Regions from separate parts of the Mus musculus genome. Here region 1 is linked to region 2. Evidence: chromatin contacts called from public ChIA-PET data. All regions are on one chromosome and are shown on one strand. The core of a region is the stretch at or near the end of the contact, and the rest is flanking DNA. Distances in the headings are between cores, read along the strand shown.

Evidence for each region. ChIA-PET counts read pairs in DNA pulled down with a chosen protein or histone mark.
Region 1: a contact with region 2 is called in an RNA polymerase II ChIA-PET map of CD8 T cells, with 9 times the contacts expected there. The contact joins two enhancer-like sites. A contact is called at or near these places in 3 of 484 Hi-C or Micro-C datasets (CD4 T cells and cerebral cortex), 6 of 115 datasets of contacts at active chromatin or transcription factors (CD8 T cells, SST interneurons, astrocytes and 3 more) and 2 of 9 other capture datasets (embryonic stem cells and embryonic tail).

The regions. Positions count from the first base shown.
Region 1 is chr17:52,466,360-52,469,929 of GRCm38.p6, reverse strand. No RefSeq gene overlaps it. Among named protein-coding and RNA genes, the nearest start is that of Gm27217, 130 kb to the left of the region's middle. Within about 2 kb of position 1,344, at least 32 of the 459 cell types and tissues checked have an H3K27ac peak or open chromatin away from gene starts, as enhancers often do. A contact at or near this core is called in CD8 T cells, where this site is marked.
Region 2 is chr17:51,734,532-51,738,078 of GRCm38.p6, reverse strand. Satb1 (special AT-rich sequence binding protein 1) reads left to right here. Exons shown (of 11, transcript NM_009122.2): 11 at 1-1,892. Among named protein-coding and RNA genes, the nearest start is that of Satb1, 96 kb to the left of the region's middle. Within about 2 kb of position 2,183, at least 6 of the 459 cell types and tissues checked have an H3K27ac peak or open chromatin away from gene starts, as enhancers often do. A contact at or near this core is called in CD8 T cells, where this site is marked.

The DNA of each region.
Region 1 (3,570 bases), core at 95-2,594, 730 kb before region 2:
GGTTATAGATGGGAGAGATTAGGCTTCATTTGGTGACTGTGATGTTGCTGGAAGAAACTTGAAAGACAAATGTCTGCCTTAAATGCCCAGGCAGAGACAGATGGCTTGGAATCAGCACTGTAGGAAATCAGCAGCTCGGGCTGCAGAGCCTCGGAGTCTCCTTACCTGAAGTGATCGTCTTTACTTTGCTTCCCACTTAACTCAAGAACTCATTTTCTCTTTCTAAGAACTTAGAAATATAAATTCCTTAAAAGAAATGCACATATATGGTCATGAAAAGTCACATTCATACTGACATTCATGCATGCATCTGGAACTCTCAAAGCATCCTTGTCCTTTTGGGGGGCATCGAGAGGTATTGTGATGACAAGTATCTATGGTTTTAATATCATATTCCCTATGCGTCACACTCTGTTCTCCATGCTCTTTATATTAGTTCATTTAGCCCTCACAGCAGCCCTGTGGTGTCATGATTATTATTATTGTGCCCAGTTTATAGATGAGTAAAGTAAGTCAGGTTGACAAACTTGTTCAATGTCACTGTACTGGCTATGAGTTTTATTCTCAATGCTTTATTTGTAATGCTTTTAACCTTAAGAATCATGATGTTAGGGAGACTGCCCTTTCTAGTGACAGGAAACTTTAGAGTTAATAAAGAATTAATGGTAGGTGTGCATCTTTTGTATGCAGGAATCCCTAGACTTTTCTCCCAAGGAGCTCTCATCTAACTCACATCCCAAGTAATATTTCTCCTTCAGAACCAGGTGCCAAATAATAGAAAACCTTCCTGTAGCCAAAAGCCCACCGCAAATATTCATATTCACCAGTCTTAACTCCTTTATTTTATCCCCACTGCCTTTGACCGCAAAAGCCACAGTGCAAGTTCTGGACCAACTCGACTGACACCAGTTCTACCTCCTGCCTGTATAAGAATCTTCCTTCTCTAGCTCAGTGGGATGGGCCCCATCTCTCATTTCTAGGGCTACATTAAACTTACCTTCCAAGGGCAATCATCTCTTTGTGTCAACACTCAGCCCGTTTTATAAATTAAGACTTGAACTCCAGTTAGCGGAAGTATGACTCTGAGCATGAATTAGACTCCAGAGTTGGTGCTGTGACATACCTGTCAGTTTGCTATGAGTGAGACACTTATTTTAAAGAGCTCATAGTCTTGTGCTGGCTTGGTTTGAAAGAAGTAGGTCACTACCATCATGCCATGGCTAGCTTACTGTTGTGGTTTGAATCGAAAATGCTCTCTACCTGCTTCTGTTTTGAACATTGGTTCCACAGGCGTTTACGGTGCTACTGTTGGGGGCTGTGGTATCTTTGAGAAGCAGAATCTAGCTAGTAGAAGTAGGCCTGTAGAGAAGGCCTTTGAAGGCTACACCTCATTTGACTTCCTGTCACTCTCTCTGCTTCCTGGCCGCATGTTTCTGATGCTGTAGTATCTTATTCAAGCTCAGGAGACAAACAACTATGAAATAAACCCTTTGGGGTCAAAAGCGAAATTGAAATTGTTCTCCCTCATATTGCTTCTCTCAGACATTTTGGTTACAACGAAAATTAAATAATAAATACATTCCATGTTACTCTCAACGTGAGGGGATAAAAACACTTCGGTTTAAGTTGTATTTACTAGCACTTGCGTTAACTTGCTGCATGGTTCTAGTATGTCAAGCAATGTTTAAGCACTCATTATGCACCTGTTTTGTCAGTTTTGAGATGTACAAAAAGGAATAGGAATAGAATGAACCCTTGAGTACTGGGCAAAGGACACCAGCACATAAAATTAGATGAAAGGTAATAGACAGCTTTAAACACAGCAGAGTGGCTCAGATTGCTGATGTAATACCCCTGTGAAATCAGAACAGGTGAGTGTAGGTTTCCTGTGAATAATAGAGAGATTTTTTTTTTTTGGAAAATGGAACAGGGTTATAAACAGGGGCAGAGTGTGGATAATTATTTGGAGGAACAGAACCAGCAAAGATTTTGAGATTTGTTACACATATCTGATGAAGTAGTTAGTGTGATGGATCATTTTAATTGTCAGCTTGACACAACCTAAGGTTTGGGAAGTGAGGCTCAATGAGATATTGTCTAGGTCAGGTTGGTTTGTGGACATGCCCATTGCTATCCTGATCATGTTAATTGATGTGTGAAAACCCACCACTGTGGGAGGCACTATTCCCTAGCCAAGGAATCCTGAACTGTAAGAGTAGAGAGAACCAGCTGAGCGCAAACTAGTATGAATTATTTCTCTATGTTCTTGACTTATGTGACCTGTTCAAAGTTCCTGTTTTATCACAGCAAAAAAAAAAAAAAAGATATAGCTAATATGCTTGAATCCTCAAAGCTATAATTGTGCTCTTCATCAAAACTGAGGACAAACTATCTTCAGAATTTCAAGAAGTAGAGTGTTCATTCTTCACACTTAACAGTCCTAAGCATAGATCTTGAGTTGATAATAATAATAGAGCAATTGTATGTCTTTGGGCAAGTTATTAAAGCATTCTGAAATTTCATGAGAACAAAATTTACTTAATGTAGAATACAATTCAGGCAAAATGAAAGCTCCTTCTACTCTTTCTGAACCCTATCATTCATATATATATATAAGAAAATACCCCAGGCCATGGCTGCATGACACAAATATTCCAAATATGCCTTTGTTGATACCTGGTAGCAGTATGAAAGTGCCAAACAGGAACTGAACAATACTCAGCTTTACTCCTTATTTGAAGGAGACAGCTTGCTGATTGCTTCAGCAGAAGTCTGAGTACAGTTTATGGCAGAGCATTATTTTTGCCATGCATAGATGTAGAACAAAAAGTAGAATGACCCATGGTTTTCACTTGCTCTTTGTCATCAAATCCTAGGCATATATATATATATATATATATATATATACCTCCCTTTTTGATGCTGTACCTGATTTCCCTATGAATGGATATGTCCCATTTCATGAGTGTTTGTGCCATGTTTTTGAGGTGTTTGGCATCTATATATCACAGGGACTTTGATCTTTGACTTGCTGAGTGCTTTCTTATTTGAACCCAACTCCTCTGGACCTTGCTTTTCTTTTTTCCCTTGTCAAAGGTTGAAATTATCAAGCCAAATATGACTGGGCACACCTGTAATCCAGCTGAGGCAGGATTGATATCCAGACCAGGCTGTGATACATAACAAAACCCTGTTTTTATATCCAACAAATAAAAACAAAGAAGTAGCCATAAATAAAAGTTTAAAAAAAAAAGTTGGATCAATTACTGATCTTCAGCTCCAGTGAGAAACTTTTTGTTATTAGCTTATCACATGCTATAGGCCTACATGGATCTATTTACCCATGCATCCATCCATCAATCCATCCATGCCTCCATGCACCCATGCATCCATGCATAGTAGATAAGCAGAATGAACTCAAATTCTGTTCCTTTGTTCTGCACAAAAAGTTATGGGAAAGAACAGAATTGAAAATACTCCGATTTTATCCTGACCCTTCACATGCTGGCCTGGGAACATTCAGACAAACAGAAGATGTTGGATCTTCCAGAGCTAGTGTTACAAACAGTT
Region 2 (3,547 bases), core at 934-3,433:
GTGCTGTGGCTGGCTCCAGAGAAACTTTCGTAGGCTGTGTTTTTCTGTCTTTTGTATCCCTTTGTTAGGGTTCCCGTGTTGATGGGGATATTTAGGTTTGTGGAGCCAGGCTCTGTAGCTACTGTCTTCCGGGGGAGCATTTCCTCAGGCCTGGGCAGCTCCATTCTGGTGGCTGCAGGGCTTTCCTGGTGGTCTAAATGGGCTCCTTGAAAACTCCACTGAGGGATTTACTTCGAAGCACAGCTGAGCACCTTGGAAGGCTGCTGTTCTGCTGCAAACTAATTTCTGATTCTTAAGTGAGAGAGAAAACAATGCAAACTTTCTTGTTCGCTGGAGTTGAGCAAAGTAATTACTTGAGCCAAAGGCATTTGAACGGAGATAATGCAAGCTAATTTTAAATGTTAAAAACAACAACAACAACAAAACCCCCAAAACAAGTAACATGCTGCTAACCACAGATTATCATCTGTGGCCTCCTTTTCCCAGATTTAAGAATGGATGGAGCATCATGTAGAATTGATGCCTTTTTTATTTAAAACAGCCCAACACTTAAGATATCAGATAGGTGTAAAATTCAATAGTTATTTAGAAGGAGGAAGATTTTTCCTGTTCCTAACAGTCTGAGTTATTTTGAATTGATGTATCCAAGGAAATGAGTGTGTTGGAAAGCAACACCATTGTGCCAGCAAAATTATCAGATTTTTAAAATTTCAGGTCAGCATGGTTTTGTTACTTTAGAATAAAGCACATGTTTGCAAGCCACGATGGTCACAATGGAGTGGGCAAAACTGTTGAAGACAGCGTATTTCAGAAGATTTCCCCTAGTGATCCACATTGTCCCCAGCTCCCAACGTCATTGTCACCCATGTGTCTCTGGTTGCCTATGGCTGTTGGTAAAATTCCTTTAACAAGCTTCATTGTGTCCCAGCGTTTCGGCTGGGCATGACATAGTGCTTTGTGCTGTTAGAACCTTAGCAGAGTCAGGTAATTTCCGGGTAGTAGTCAGTTGTGTGCATCTGAGTCTGTCATAGCATCCTACACTCAGCACTTTGCCACTAATTTGTATTACACTCTGTGGCCATATAATACCTGCACATTATGCAAAAAATGTTGTTGACAGTATCTTCTTGCCACACAATATGCAGAGTTGACACATAACCTTTGAAAACAAAGGTGACTAGTATGTGTGCCCTACCTGTGTGGCACTTAGTAACAAAGTCTGTACATATGTATAAAATGCGTATTGACTGGCATTTAGTACTATGAAATTCTGAGCTTAAGCGTCTGCCCCTAGTAGTATCTATAGTTAACAATGCATATTGAAAATACATAGCTTAAATAAAAAAAAATTTAAATGGTTCAGAAGTGATTGGAAATGAGTGTCCCACACCTGCTATTATTAAATTCTTCCCTGGTCCCAGTTGTTCACATTTGGCTAACAAGGTCCTTGATTGTCACAGTATTTTCAATAAATGAGCTATTATGAACTGCCTGGTGATATTTTCAGCAAGAGCAACTAAAATGTGTATGGCCTGTGCTATATAGCCATGGAGGAGATGGGACTGTGCTAAAGCCAGCCAGAAATGTGGATGGCAGTGTGGGAACCCAGCAGCTCCATAGCCATCAAAAAACGGTCATAGAAAGAAGTCTCTCAAGGGCCTATTCTTGGATTCAGTGTTCCCTCAGAAGCAATCCTTTAAATGTAAATAGTGAATACTTGCATGTCTTTGGACAAAAGCTGAGCTACAATCTATTAAAATGCACAATTTTTGATAAAATATAAAGTGCCCTCTAACAAAATGTGGTGGAAGGTGTGTGTTAAGAATACTATACCTGTTTAACAATACCATATGCTAAATAAAAATAGTTTGGAATTAATGTTTAAAACATGAGCAACATTTTTAAGCCTTTCTTATATTCTTCTACATATATGTATATTATACACACACACTTAATTTTATGAAAAGAACACTAGTAAAGTTAAATTGCAGCTATTTTCTTTGAGCCAAAGATGGGTATGAAGTCATCTTTTCCTATGGGCTATTTCCAACTGCTAATATAACTACTGTAACTAAACCACTTGACTTGGGCTTGGCTTTAATCGTGGCTGGTGAGAGATACAGTGGAACTGTGTACAAGGTAAGAGCCAAGACAAGCCGTCTATTCTGCACCCGGTTAAATGCTGAACATCACTTCATTGCTGCAAACTCAGTCAGAGATACATTCCAATAAGGCTTCATTCTGGTGACAGTCTTTAAATCATGCTTCAACATCCTCCAAGAAAGAAGTGATGTCTATCACTGTGTGGTCCCCACCCAGCAACCCCCCCACCCCCCGTGAAAGATCTGACAGTTCCTGTTAGGTCAGGATGCTAAAGTACACATAACACATACGTGTGTGTGTGTGTGTGTGTGTGTGTGTGTGTGTGTGTGTGTGTGTGTGTGTGTGAACGCATTACCTCTGTAACAAGACAATGCAAAGGAGCATTTTGTCCAGGGCACCAACCTGCTGAACAGCATCTCCATTGTGGAGATAGGTTTCACAGCCAGTCACTCGCAGTTTTAACTTTGATACAAAGGCAGCCTACTGGCTGAGGCCTCGCTATTAGCATTGTCCTCCAACATGTTTTAAGCTGAGAGCAAAATTTGAAGAGTGCTTCATTTTCTAAGACTTCCCTGTGTCTTATTTAAAGCTCTCCATTCCACTAGGAGGCATTTCCGGCAGACACCAACATTCTCACTTCAAAGGCATGGGAACATGAAAGTTCAAATATGTTAACTGACTTGTTCAGCTACAAAGAGGCCACATGAACCTCAAATCCAATCCCCCCATCTCCCCCAACATTTCTCCAGCACAGTGAGAATTCAATGCAATTCCGTTCTTCCACAGACACAAAGCAACATGTATTTTGTTAAAAGAGGAAGTTGAACACTGATTTAAGCCGAGTTTAAGAGATGTTTCGCCCTGGAATACAACTCCAAATTCTGCTCTTTGTATAAATGAGAGATATACTCACCAATTTTCTTCTCATAAAAAAAACTATTAGGAAAATTGTGAAAAACAAAAACACAAAAAAAGAAAACATAGAAAAGAAAAAAACTGTAGTCACCTTCCAACTCAGCAATTTTAACATTTTTCTATTTATACTTTATGAAACTCTCTGAAATTAATACAAAGCATCTACAAGAAGAACCCAGCTGTTAGGCAGGTTTCACCTATCATAATACTGCAACATCATGTTACATTTTTTGGTCAAGTAATGAATCTTTTAATTTCTCTTTTCAAAAATTAAAATATTGGTTTTTGTTCCCCAGAGCTTTCTGAGAATTTTCCAAAAGCCACGTTTTTAAGAGAACCCCACAAATATTTGTAAGAGAAAAAGCAGAGGCAGGCCAGCCTCCCTCTATTTATAAACAGTCCGTGCTTTCAAATCGGTTCAGAAAACTAAAGTACATAATTTTCAGTTCTGCATAATAAAATATGTAATTAAGCAACATTCCACAGTGGATTAAAGAATTAAAAGCTTCAGGTGCAGAAAAGAATTTGT